Regions from separate parts of the Pan troglodytes genome. Here region 2 is linked to region 1. The links are chromatin contacts, called in public Hi-C maps. All regions are on one chromosome and are shown on one strand. Each heading gives the region's core, a stretch centred on a gene start, on an enhancer-like site or on the middle of the called end of the contact. The rest is flanking DNA. Distances are from core to core; before and after follow the strand shown. Region 1 has its middle 160 kb from the start of SMAD2. Region 2 overlaps ZBTB7C (zinc finger and BTB domain containing 7C).

Region 1 (7,072 bases), core at 1,722-4,221:
CAAGTCAAACAGCGGGTAACCAAGGTTAAATCTACAGAAACTGCACAGTGTAAAATGCTGATTAGCTTTTTACTTTATTAGATTAACTATGCTTGTTAAAGTTTCTAGGGTAGCCACTAAAACGACAGAACTAAGATGTATAACCCCAATGGGGGCCAGTAAGAATGAGAGTCTGCAGTACAAATGAAAATAAGAAAGGGGGAAAAAAATGAAGTGAAGGGCCAGGTGCATTGGCTCACATCTGTAATCTCAGCACTTTGGGAGGTCAAGGCAAGAGGATCACTTGAGCTCAGGAGTTCCAAACCTGCCTGGGCAACATGACGAAACCCCATCTCTACAAAAAATGCAAAAATTAGCCAGGCATGGTGACACACTCCTGTAGTCCTAGCTACTTGAGAAGCTGAAGTGGAAGGATCGCTTGCGCCCAGGAGGTCGAGGCTGTGGTAAGCCATGATCATGCCACTACACTCCAGCCTGGGCAAGAACCTGTTTCAAAAAGAAAAAAAAAGGAAATGAAGAAACTTGGACAAGTAGAAAATGCAAAATAAGATAATATTAGTAAATCCAAATTTATCATTAAAACTGTAAACAAAATGGATTAACTTTCCAGTTAAAAGATAAAGTTTGTACAACTGAATTCTTAATAATCCAGCTACAAGCTACCTACAAGAGGCATTCCTAAAACACAGAAACACAGAAAGTCTGAAAGCAAAAGAATGGAAAATACATATACCATCAAAATATTATTCTAAAGAAAGAAGTATAGATAAATATACGTGATTTGGTCATAAAATAGAATATTGACCAGCAGTGAAAACAACTGAAACATAGCTACACTTACCAGAACGGATCAAATCAGTCACAGAAGAATGTATACAATATGATGCGACCTAAATACATTTCAAAAACATTCAAAACTAAATAACATATTGTTTTTGACAGATACACATGTCATAGGTTATTTAATAAAAGGACACAATAAACATAAAATGTAGGAGGCTGGAGCCTCCGGAGGTGGCAAAGGGATTTGGAAGAGATAACATGGGAGTTTTCAAGGTTATTACAATGGAAATTTAGTAATTATTTTGAACTAAATAATAATAACATACAATATATATAAAAACAATTTCTTAAGCTTGATGCACAGTAGATGTATATTCATTTTATTTTTTTCCTTTATATCTTTTATATGCGCATGTGTATAATGTTCTTTAAAATGTATTCAAAATTCAATAACTCTTTAAAATTTACTGAAAGCCTGATAGTATATCCCTTTTTTGACCCAGAGAAAAAGTACAATGAATGGAGCCACAAAAAGAAAGGCCTTTCCCCCAGGATTGCCATGAACTTCACACAAACTCACAGCATCCTGCACAGTCAAGTCTCCACTGAGACAGCTCAACCAAGACACAGAACTCATGAACACTGCAGCCAGGAGACCCACTCATGCTGGGACTCGAGGCAGAACCAAGGAATCCTTGCTCCTTTGTGTCTTTCTGGGGAACCTGGTAGCTGTCTGTCCTCCCCTGAACATCTCAGAATTCTTGTCCAGGTAAGAAATTTCCCAACAATTCTGTCTCTGACCAGGATACTATGTGATAGGATCTGTTTCTCAATCAACACATTTTTGTAAGCACCTATCATGTGCCAGGCTCTGGGCTAAATGCTTGGGTTACCATAGTGAAATGTGATGTTACCATAGTGAAATGTGACAAACGGGGTCTTACCCTTAGATGCCCAGAGCCTAAGAGGGCTACCGACAAGCAAATGGGAAAATACAATGGAGAGTGTCAAATGCAATGAGCATGTGAGTTCCGTGTACCAGGGAGGAAGACGGGGGAAGGTTCCCAAACTCAGAGTGGCCATTAGGGATGCTTGCCAGAGGAAGTGGCAACTAAGCTGGGAAGACAAAGGGCTCTATAATACCATCCTCCCAGCTTCAACCTGACTTACATTCAGTAACATGACATGGACCCGTCACTTGATGGTCAAACCTTCCGTGGCTTCTATTGCATATTCAGCCTCCAACACCCAATGGGATGCTGAGCCCCATTGCTTTACACTCTGATGTGGGAACTGGGGCCTTCCTTTTTGTTATCCCAAAGCAGCTGCCTTCCAACCTCAGGGAGGATGGTACAGGGAGCACCCCTGTTGAGGAGGCGGCCTCAGCTTCCTGCCCTGCTCTGCCCCAGGCCCAAGGCAGTTGGTCTGGTCCTATGGGTCCACTGCACATGGAGGGTGGAAGGAACTGGAAAGCAGGACTCTCACCCTTCCCCCTGGACTCCACCCACCAGAAGCATGCTGAGCTAAATGCAGGTTCTTGACCCCAGGCAGCCCAAGCTGGGGTGTCAGGGGAGGAGGCAAGGAGGCTGGGGAAGGTGGGAGTGTTTATCTTCAGTGGGACTTCCAGTGGAAAGACTGGATCCAAATCCGTCTAGCTGTGTAGGCTTAGGCAAATCACATCACCTACATGGGCCTCACTGTCCTTATCTGTGAATTGGACTCAGACAGGACCTGCCTCTCCCGATGGAAGTAGGGTGAAGGCGTTGATTTGAGGGAAGCCTTCTGAGATGTACAAAGCTCTGCCTTTATTCTGGCCAGGGTTCCTTAGGTCTTCTACCCCTAGTTAAGGCAAAACTTCCTCCCTCCCAAACCAAGGCCACTCTTGCCACACCCTCTACCCAGACCAGACCAGGGCTAACATGGTTCCTGACTCTCAACTCCCATGCAGCCTCCTGAGGGGGCTCAGAAGCCAAGTGCAGAGTGAACGAGGAGAAGGAATGTGACCTGCCAGGGTTTCCCTTCCATATTTGGACCAGAACCATTCTCCATCTCTTGGGAGGGAAGGCAGCTGCACCCAGATTCCAAAAACTCCTTCCAGAGCCTTTCCTAGGGCTTGTCCAGACAGGAAGTCGGCCCAGGGGTTTTCCAATTGCCCAAAGGTGCTATGCACCCCACCACCAGAAGGCGGCGCCCAGGAATCAGCCACTGCCTGTGTCTCCACTCCGTGGCTCCTAACAAAGCTCTTAACTCCTAAGTGCAGAGGCTGAAGCAGGAAGGACCTCGACGGAGATCATCCACGCCAGCCTCCTTAAAGTTTTGAAAGTCACAGGCTCCTTTGAGAAACCGATGAAAACTACTGACCCTCTCCCTGGAAGAATGCCTCGGCACATCCGCTCACTATGGTCACACAGATTCAGAACACCCTTGGACCCCCCAGACACACCGCCCAAGGACGCCCTAGGATTTCTTGTAATCCCGCCCAGGAAGCTTGCCCCATCAGCTACCCCCTCAAGGCCTAGAGGCTAAATCAGGCCCAGCACCTCTGCTCCCTGTGGTCAGCCCACGCCTGTGTTTATCCTGGTGATACCAGTCAACGGCTTCAGCAAAGGAGGCTGAAAGAAAGCCAAGGTCATCTTGTTCGAAGACAGGGGTTTATAAAAGTTGGTGGGGGTGGGTACTTTGCGACTTGGAGGATTATGAACTGACTGATTGTCTAGGAGCCTCAAACCTGGAATTAAAAAAAAAAAAATCATGCCAGGGCAGTGGCTCATGCCTGTAATCCCATCACTTTGGTTAGGCCAAGGCAGGAGGATCACTTAAGGTCAGGAGTTCGAAACCAGCCTGGCCAACCACATCTCTACTAAAAATACAAACATTAGATAGGCATGGTGGCGTGTGCTTGTACTTCCAGCACCTCGGGAGGCTGAGGCAGGAGAATTGCTTGAACCCAGGAGGCAGAGGCTGCAATGAGCCAAGATTGCACCACTGCACTCCAGCCTGGGCGACAGGGTGAGACCCTGTCATTAAAAAAAAAAAAAAAAATCAATAACTAATGCTCTTTTACCCAAAAGGAATCAGGGAGAGAGGGTGGCATTGGAGAGGGAGGGAGCAGGGGGAGGCAGGACTTAGGACGCAGGAGAGACTGCCCCCTTCTCTGTGCCCTGTGGGCTGCTCTGAAGGTCTCGGGGAGCCCATGCACTTTGCACAACAGGTCACAAGGCATTGATTTCTGGGGTAGCGGAATTACCCCTAACAAGACTGTAAACTAACAGTCCAGGAGAAGAAATAAAAGGGCACAAATGAAATGCTGAGAGAATCATGGACTGACAGAAGTGAAGAAGGACCAGTAGAAACAGAGGTCTCAGTCACCTTGCCCACATTCTCCCTGAACCTTCCATGTCAGCCAGCCTGGTCCAGGCCTGGGCTCATCAGCTGTTGTGCCCTGAATGCTGCTGTGGGGCAGGTTCTAGGAGGGTTAGGGGTGTGCTGATGATGATCCCGTCCTTGTCCTTCAAGAGCTCCCAACTGAGCTGTCAAGCCAGACACTATGTAAATAACTGCCAGGTGAGCTGTGCTGAGGAAAGGAGCTCTTCCAGCTGGGGTGGTCAGTAAAGTCATCACAGAGGGATGGGACTTGAGGAAATGGGGTCCCCAAGGTTGGTAGGTGAGATGACATAAACAATGGCACAGAGGCCAGCAGGCACGAGCTGGAGGCAGCAACACAGAACATGGGCCACTTCCACACCACCCCCGCCCTAGGGTATCTTCCTGCCATCAAACCTCAGTTTCATTGCGATCCACATCTTCCATTCTCCCCACTCCCCCTAGCCACCAATACTTCTCACAAACGTGGAAGCCCTCTATTCTAGAACACCGGAGAAGTGAGCACTCCCACATTACACTCATTCCATAAATGCTTTATGTGCATCTCCCATGTGCCAGGCACTATTCAAGGCCCTGTCTGAGGCTCAAGAGACACAGCAGTGAAAAGGAAAACAATGTCTTGCCCTCATTTGTCCTGGCAAAGAGCTTCTTAGAGTTAGATCTCTGTTCCCAAACCCCTCCCAGGCTCCCACCCTCCTCATTTTATTATCTTGCACTGTATCTCTTGGAAATGGACCCAAAGACCCAAGAGTGGTTCTGCCAATACAGAGGACGATGGGGCTGTCAGCCTGTCTAGGTCTCTAACCATTTGGTTAATGCTGCTGATAAAGGTAGGAACTAGGTCTTGTTTTAAATATTGATCATAAATACTCCAGTCTCCAAATATGAAGGCACAAAGGCTCATATTTTCACTGTAAGTAACAGAACCCCAACTCAAACTAGCTTCACCACAAGTGAAAATTGTTTATAAGAAACTAAGTGCAGTCACTTTGGGAGGCCAAGGTGGTGGATCACCTGAGGTCGGGAGTTCAAGACCAGCCTGGACAATGGTCTTTAGTAGAGACCAGCCTGGCCCTGTCTCTACTAAAAATACAAAAAATTAGCCAGGCACAGTGGCAGGCGCCTGTAATCCCAGCTACTTGGGAGACTGAGGCAGGATAATCACTTCAACCCAGGAGGTGGAGGTTGCACAGTGAGCTGAGATCCCACCACTGCATCCAGCCTGGGCAAGACAGAGCAAGACTCTGTCTCAAAACAAAAAACAAACAAACAAAAAAAAACAAAAACAATCTAAGTGCAAGGATGAGCTGGGGTTCAGAAACAACTGGAATTGGGGTCCACTCTCCCTGCATCATTCATACTCTACACGGCTCCATTCCTTCAGTCTTTCTCTGTCTTTAGACTGCCTTCTCCAGGACATGTGGGAAAAAATGTGAATAAGGTGGACTTCTCTCTTAGTCCCCACCCTGAAGTCCAGGAAAGAGACAGATGGGTCCAACCTGGGCCAAGGTGCTCACCTCTGGGTCTATCAGTTGTCAGCTGAGATAAGGATGAGACAACAGTTCCTAACACAGCCTGATGGATGGAGTTGAGGAGAAGTAATTCTGTGCAGATGATGTCCAATATGGGCACTTGGCGATCTAGTCCAACGTCTCCATTTTCAGAGGAAATGGAGGTACAAATAGGGATGACGCCTTGTCCAGTGAATTAATGATTAAACTCAAGGAATTCTGGAGTGCTTTGCAGGATCATCCATCAATCAGATTTCCAGTGAATCGAGTGGATGCATGCTCAACTCACACTCATAAATGGCAAACCATCCATGTGGTACACTTACATGGGATGACCTAACATACACGAGGGTGACTTTCCTTTTCCCAAAGCCACAGCCTGATGCTGCCTCAATCTTGCACAGCCAGAGAATGAGGAGTTATTGGTGAAGACATTCTCGGAATAAGCCAAGATTCCCATGAAACATCTAAATGGTTGCCATTTAAACTTCTCCTGACTGAACCTCTTTCTAAATGGGTTGTACACAGCTCTGTCTTCTTTAAGAGCAGGCGCTCAACAGAGTTAAGGCTTTTCTCAACATTTCAGGGTCGTTCATGTATTCCTTGGTTGTTCGCTAGATGGCAGGCCCTGTTCTAGCACTAGGAATAACAACAGTGGCCAAGACAGACATGGTCACTGGCTTACAAGTGAGTGAGGAAAATCAATCTAATAAATATACCCATAATTCTTCACAGTTGGGACACAGGCAAGAAGGAATATAACACTATGACATTCTGGAGGTATATAAGAGGGGATCTGAAGAACAGAAAAGGAGACAAGAAAGGTTTATTTGAGGAAGCGATGTTAGGTTAAGACTAGAGGAGGGTAGGAGGAAGTCAGTGGAGAAGAAGGAAAGGAACAGAGCTTCAGGCAGAGGGAACAGCCATTTCACAATGGCTGGGAGGTAGGCGAGAAGAGATGTGGCTGAGGGAAGCCAGTATGGCTGGAACAGGGCCCCATGAACAGTGGCCATTGGTTTGGACTGATTGCAGAGGTCCCCTCAAGGCTACTGCAGGGGTCAGGCACCGATGCGAAGATCTGCCCTGTCAAACCCAAGATAGATGCCAGCTACTCATAGAGTGCTCTGCAGTGTGGGTGCTTAGAGATGGCTCACCTGGGTTGAGTGCCATATTCTGTCAGGTTCCTGCTATTCAGAACTACCACACAACTACAGGATGATAGATTTGGAAAGCTCCCAGAGAAACCTTCCAGAGCAGGAGTTAATGATCCTGATTGCACCATAGGATCACTTGGGATGCTTAGAAAAATACCTATACTCAGACCGTACCCCAGATCAATTAAATATGCAGACAAGGGATTATGGTGTGGGTGTTTTGTAAAGCTCCTAGGTGAT
Region 2 (6,502 bases), core at 1,264-3,763, 260 kb after region 1:
CAAATGTTATGTAATAGAATGCAGAAGCATGAATTTCAAAGCCAAAACAGGAGACTTCAGAGTTTTACACTACAGATAGGTTACTTTGGGCTATTTCTTTAGTGTTCTGCCCCCAATTTGCCAACCAGCTGGCCCCCTCTGCTGAGGGGTGTTTAGATGGAGAACTTCGAGAAGCTCTGATTACCCCATTTCCTTTATTACTAGAGGTGAGGGAAGGGAAGACCAGAGTGGAGGGGTGATTAGACTGAAGACACACAGCTTGGAGGAGTCTAAATTGGAAACCCGGATCTGTTCTTTTCTCTGTACCAAGAAACGCTGCATAGACGTTGCCTACTACAGCAAGAAAGGAATCAAAAATAGAAAAGAGGCTCCGGGTTGACCCTTGGTTTTCCAGAAATGCAATTCGAAGAACAGTGTTACCAAGAGTCTGGGCTGTGGGTTGTAAGTAGAGCTGACTCCATTCAATGACAGAAGTATATTCCTTTACCTTAGGTTCTTTTAGGATCTAATGTTCTTTGGGAAAGAGGCTCAGGTGAAGAAAGGAGGAGGCCAATGCCAGCACCTGGAAGTGAGAGCAAGGAGACCCAGACAGCAGCAGGGCCAGCCGGAGCCCATTCCGGATGCCAGGCTGGGGAACTGGCAGGACTTCCCTTGCTCACACATCCTGGGGTGTAGCTGCACACGTTTGTGAACACACGCACACACACGCACACCTCGCACTCAGGCCCACAGGTGCTGCAAAGCTTAAGATCCAACCATGCCTTACAAAGCTGGAATGTAAGAGACTACTGAGAATTGAGTTCTGCCTTCCCTACCATGCAACACCCCCGGATAACTGAAACAGCAATTGGAAGGGGGAATCAATCTCACCAGGTCATTAAGCAAGCATAGCTCACTTTTACTCAAAACACTGTCCTTTAAAGTATAAGGGTCAAAGGTTTTTTTTTTTTTTCTTTGTTAAGGTGTCTTTGACATTATTTTATGACACCCAACAATTAAAAACCTTAAGACTGGCTTGTTGCTGTCCTGTGAACTTTCAGAAGTCACATCTCACAGAAGTGCAACTCTCAATATAATTTAATCAAGTCAATTAATACTGTTTAATAAATAGGCCAGAAAATTAGCTGAGAGTTTTTCTCGGCGGGATGTGGCGTGCGACCGAAGTTATGGAAGATTGTCCCTTGAATCACTAAGGCAAACTTTGTTGAGTGTCATTTTACATAGAGCAATCACATAAAAAAAGAGTTATAAATAGAAAAAATTCCAAAGTTCTCCCACAGACAGACAGGGAAATTGAAACATCAAAAAAAAAAAAAAAAAAAAAAATTGAAGCAAAACAAAAACACAACCACCCCTCCCCCCACAACCCATTTGCTTCAAGTTCTTGATCATACAGTACTCAACATCTTTGGATATTTTACAATGTACAATTCCAAACTGCAGCCAAGAAAAAACAGAAAGAACTAACCAGTCATCTGAAAAATTGAGTTTATAAGAAGTCATCACCTTTACAAAATAAAAACAAAAGCCCCAACACCACTGGATTCCAATTTATTCATGTTTCCTTTTTTTTTTTTTCCTCTCTTTTAAAGTCTGGTTCAGCCCCAATCACTTGGCTGATGGGGGGGACAAGGGGACACGTTGGCTGGTGGACATGGGCATGCTTCAGAGAAAAGTGTCTGAAACGAAGACAGGAATCTGAGAGGCGGCTGCCCAGGCAGATGACTTCTGAGAACAGAGGGTGTGTGTAGCAATCCTGCTGGCTGGAGTGGCATCCGGTGGTGTGAAGAATCAGGGGGTCTCTTCTGGAGAGTTGTGAGAGGGACAGAGTCTGTGCTCTTCTCTGGCCTTTTTGTTTGTTGTGTTTTTGCTCAGGAAAAAGCCAAGGCAACAGGAAGAGCTGAAGTCTCTTTGTGCCCACAGCACAGGGATTGGGGACTCCAGCCCTGGGCTCTCCCTGGGGATGAACCCTCCTCCTCTCTGGGCTGCTCAGAAACCAAAGCAAACTTGGCAAGAAAAGAGAGGGGAGGGAAGGAGAGAGAAGGTCAGGAAGGCACGGGGCCAGCAGAGCCTTCCTTTTCAGGACCTGCTGCAAATTCAAGAACCAGGAGAACATGTGACAACTCTAACTCACAGAGCCCTTCAAACCTCAGAGGCCTCCACCTCCCTGCACTGAGCCCTTTTGTCAAAAATGGGGAGCCAAATACTCCCACTTCATCCCCAGAGGGAGAAGGGAAAGGGTCGAGGGGGTTCTCACATAGCAAAGGGGACCATCACTAGCAATGCCAAGGCCCTGAGGAACCCTCAACTCAAAAAACAAACAGATAAACCCTAGAAACCGGTGTTTTGTCTGTTTTCAGGAATCAGGATGAGGGGAGACTGTTGCCAGGTGTTAAGAGGTGGCCCCCATCTCTTCGATGTTGGCCCTGAGAGCCCCAAGACACTGCACAGCCTTGGAGGGGGCACTGGAGATGGGGGTAAACATTAAATAGCGCCCCCAGGGGTCCAGACATGAACAGCGGCCTGCAGGGAAGGTAGGGTAGCATTCTGAGTTCGCAGAGCTACCTGTGGGCTTTGCTGAAGCTCGGAAGCTCCCCTGATGACCTGATCTCTGTCTAGTCTGGCCATATTTCTCACCTATGCTAATATGCTAATATAGAGCTGGATGTGATAAAACTAACTCCAGAAAGATAAACTGTTTCCCCATGGACTTGGGGAGTACAAAGCTTCTACCATCTCTGTGATTCTCTGGGGGGATAGGTGTGTATGTGTTTAGAGGTGGAGGGCGGAAACCTCAGTTACCAGCCCCTTCCATAGCCAGGTGACACTGAGCTACAGAGGGCTGACCTGTCAAGGTCACAGGACAGGTCAGGGAAGAAATGGCCCGGGCCTTCCAGAGCCTGGTTCCTGACTGGTTCCAGGAGGCCTCCCTGCCAACAGAGCATTTCTTTCTATGTGGCAGGTGGGTAGTTCTCAAAAAGACCCCGGGGCCACTGGAGACTGGAAAATGAGCCCTCAGAGGAGTGTTGGCAGAGACTTTGCCATAGGGGGTGGGGCTTAACCAAGGTGCATGCCCAGCCCCTACCTCCTCCTGCTGTGGCTGGCTGGGCACCAGGCCAACCACCCCCTGACCCCTCATGACTCACCCAGCTCCTAAGTGCCCCTGGGCACCCAGTTCTTCGTGGCATGGGCCGGTGCAAGTTTCTATATGAGAGCCAGAGAGACAGCCAGGGAGGGAGGCCCGGGCTCCTGGCCTTTTGGGAAAAGATGCCCGTCTCAGACCAGCAAAAGGAGGCAGCTGCTTTAGGAGCCCGGGAAAATGCCATCACTGATAGTATTATTATTATTTTCCCATTTTCCCTTTGTGTTTTTAAAATGAAAAGTTCAGATCCATGGGGTAGGGTAGAGTGGGCCTGGAGGGAGAAGGACTGGAGGGCTGGTGGGCTGGAGCCGACAGGGACCAGCCTAGTTGTTGGCTTCGGACATGGAGGCCACGTGGTTGAGGCTGGGGAGCCCAGGGAGGCCGGCCAGGCCGGCGGCCCAAGGGTCGGGCAGCGGGAAGTAGGGCCGCGCCGCCGCCACGTTCTCGGCCAGCGCGAAGGCCAGGAGGCCCCCCGCGTTCCTCTCAGCCTCCAGCTGCGCGCGCCCGAACAGCTTCATCTGCGTCTCCTCGAACTGCCGCTCCAGCTCTTGCAGGCTCAGGGCGCCCTTGGGCGCTGCCAGGAAGTGCTTGGCGGGGCTGGGGCCCGGGAGGCACACAGCTGCGCCGCCCAGGTGGCCGCCCACCTCGCCCAGCGCAGGGGGCATCACGAAGGCCGCCTTGTCGGGGGCCGGGCCGCCGGGCCCGAAGAGCAGGCTGGCGGCCCTCCACGCAGCAGGCTTGCGGCCGCGTCGGGGCCGTGCCATGCGGCAGCTCTGGCGCTTGATGTGGCGGTGCAGGTGGTCAGAGCGCGTGAAGCTCTTGTAGCAGAACTCGCACTGGTAGGGCCGCACGCCCGTGTGGATGCGCATGTGGTTCTTGAGGTCGTAGTTGTGCACGAACTTGGCGTTGCAGTGGATGCACAGGTAGGGCCGCTCCCCTGTGTGCTTCCGCATGTGGATTTTCAGCTTGTCCTGCCTGCAATGCAGAGACTGGGGGTCAGTCCCGCAGGGAACACCAGGAGCCATTCCTAACCTTTTGCTCCCCCTTCCTCCAGAACCAGCCGAGGCTCCCTACTGCCATGGAGTCAAACCCCAGAAATAGGTCTCATGCTAGATCTACCCTCAACTGCTGCCCCACCTTAGACAGGTATGGTTACTCACCTGGATTAAAGGGATGCAGAAAAAGCAGTGTCCTGAAAGCCCCACTCCCCCAAACTCCTTTTATACCCGAGCTCAGAGTCATGAAACTCCCACTCTATTAGGGGTTTATCTCACATACTGGGAAGATACTTCGCCATAAGTCAGCATTTCTGACCATAGTCCTCGGATAGTGCAGCGACTTCTGCTGATACTGGACTGCACTTTAATCTCACACCCACTCTCTCCAGGCAACCTTATGCTTTCCCTCCAGTTCATCTATATGCTTTGGCCCAAAGTCCCTGGTCCCATCCCAGCCCCCGGGCTATTGAGATCTGTCTGTGTTTGGCACTAATCTGGGAGGCTATAGAAGCTTGGGCACACCTTGTTCAAACCTCCTGCATGGTGGTTTCTTATCCTAAGCCTTGGGCTCTCCTCTTTGTCTGTAGACAATTTCAGGGTTTACAAAAGAGCCAGGTGCGAAAAGAATGCAGCCTAATCTAGGGCAAAACTTTGCAGGGTTTAAGTGGTATTATTCACAGATAAGGTATGGTGTAGGGTGGGGGCGCCTGCGCCTATTGGGGGTCTGGGAGCCTCTGCGCCAGCTGCAGACCCACCACCAACTTGCTGGTGACTTCAGGCAAGTTGCTTAACCTCACTGCCCAGAGCTGAACCTGGTGCCAGACATCAATTCTCATTGTCCAGGGCTCATGGAAAGAACCTGGGTCTGTGTGAGCTAGATTCCACACACCTCCTGGTGGTCTTGACAGGAAAACTGACATCAGGGGGTTGTTTTCATAAACACTGAGCATTGGGTAAACCAGCTTAAGGTGGCTGAGGTATAGGCAGGTGGGCTGCAAGAATTCCTCTTGGGATAATTCGCAGCCTTCCCCAGTGGGGCCATAGGGGCCAGGAAGCTCTGTGTCTAGTCTCCTACTTCCTCCCTGCAGGTGTGGCTTGGGTGGAGCATCTGCCTATAATTTCAGGCTCTGCTTTGAGGTTAGAACAGATGTGGAGTCCAGGTGTCCTCCCTAAGATGGCCAGATTTAAACCCTGTTTAACGTAATCCTAGGACAGCAGGTGCAGGTCCTAGGCTCCTGGTGTCTCCTGGCCACTAGAGGTCTCACCAGCTCTCATTTTCAAAATGGTTCTCCAGGGGCAGAGCAGGAGAGAAAAGGACATTCCCATGAATACTGGCAGGCACTGTGAGAGGAGGATCAGAGAGGACAGATCCAGTCCTCCCACCTGTGCTCACAGGAAGGCTGGAGAGCCCCTGGGAGTGAGGAGAAGGGAAGTGGGGTCACCCTCTTCCCCTCCACATCCCACTGCTCCTGCCTTTTTTCAAACCCACCAGCCACCCCAAGGCTACATAGTTCTCTGCTGTGATATCCCACCCCCTACCAGCATGCTGTGGTCTCTGTAACCCAGATTTCACCTAGATGATTGGATTTTTGAGGAGGAAGGGACTTCAGAGACCATTTAGGCCAGTGGGTCTCAAACTTAAGGACGCATTCGAACCATAATCAGGACTCAATAAAACAGTGCTGGGCCCTACTCCCAGAGAGTCTGATCAGTAGGTCTGGGATAGGGGAGAGGGACAAAGGATTTGCATTTCTAACCAGTTGCCACATGCTGGTGGTGGTGGTGGTCCGTGGACCCCACACTGAGAACCACCGGTCTAGGCAAAGCCTCCACTATGTAGGTGGGCAAACAGGCCCAGCTGGGGAACTTGCCAAGCTCACCCAGAGAGTCATGGCAGGCCCGGGAGTCAAGGCCTCTTTTCTCACCACAGCACTGTGACTGTGAAAATGGAAGTGTCGGGTGCCTGTACCCCTGGAGTGATGCAACTTCCCAGTCCTAAGGGATATGTCTTGGGCCTCCACAAATTCACTCAGGCTCTGATGGAAATACTGATGCTAGGTGGTCGGCTGGGCTCCCTCACCAGGCCTGGCAGAGGGCTCAGCTCAGAATCAGCTAAGCAGGGCTTTAAATGCATCATCTCATTACTCCTCACCACAACCTATGAGGCAGGTTTCTTTATTTTTATTTTTATTTTTTTGAGACAGAGTCTCACTCTGTTGCCCAGGCTGGAGTACAGTGGCACGATCTCGGCTCACTGTAACCTCCACTTCCCAGGTTCAAGTGATTCTCCTGCCTCAGCCTCTCGAGTAGCTGGGATTACAGGCATGCACCACCACGCCCAGCTAATTTTTGTATTTTTTTT

Evidence for each region. Hi-C and Micro-C count contacts between places; a contact is called where the count stands out from the background.
Region 2: a Hi-C map of induced pluripotent stem cells shows a contact between it and region 1, with 2.7 times the contacts expected there. The contact joins two enhancer-like sites. A contact is called at or near these places in 4 of 7 Hi-C or Micro-C datasets (blood, induced pluripotent stem cells and stem cell-derived neural progenitor cells).

Annotation. Positions count from the first base shown.
Region 1 is chr17:57,840,675-57,847,746 of NHGRI_mPanTro3-v2.0_pri, forward strand. No RefSeq gene overlaps it. Among named protein-coding and RNA genes, the nearest start is that of SMAD2, 160 kb to the right of the region's middle. Within about 2 kb of position 2,972, at least 1 of the 24 cell types and tissues checked has an H3K27ac peak or open chromatin away from gene starts, as enhancers often do. A contact at or near this core is called in induced pluripotent stem cells, where this site is marked.
Region 2 is chr17:58,096,273-58,102,774 of NHGRI_mPanTro3-v2.0_pri, forward strand. ZBTB7C (zinc finger and BTB domain containing 7C) reads right to left here. Exons shown (of 5, transcript XM_016933665.4): 5 at 1,077-4,117. The coding sequence ends at 3,466. Among named protein-coding and RNA genes, the nearest start is that of SMAD2, 99 kb to the left of the region's middle. Within about 2 kb of position 2,514, at least 3 of the 24 cell types and tissues checked have an H3K27ac peak or open chromatin away from gene starts, as enhancers often do. A contact at or near this core is called in induced pluripotent stem cells, where this site is marked.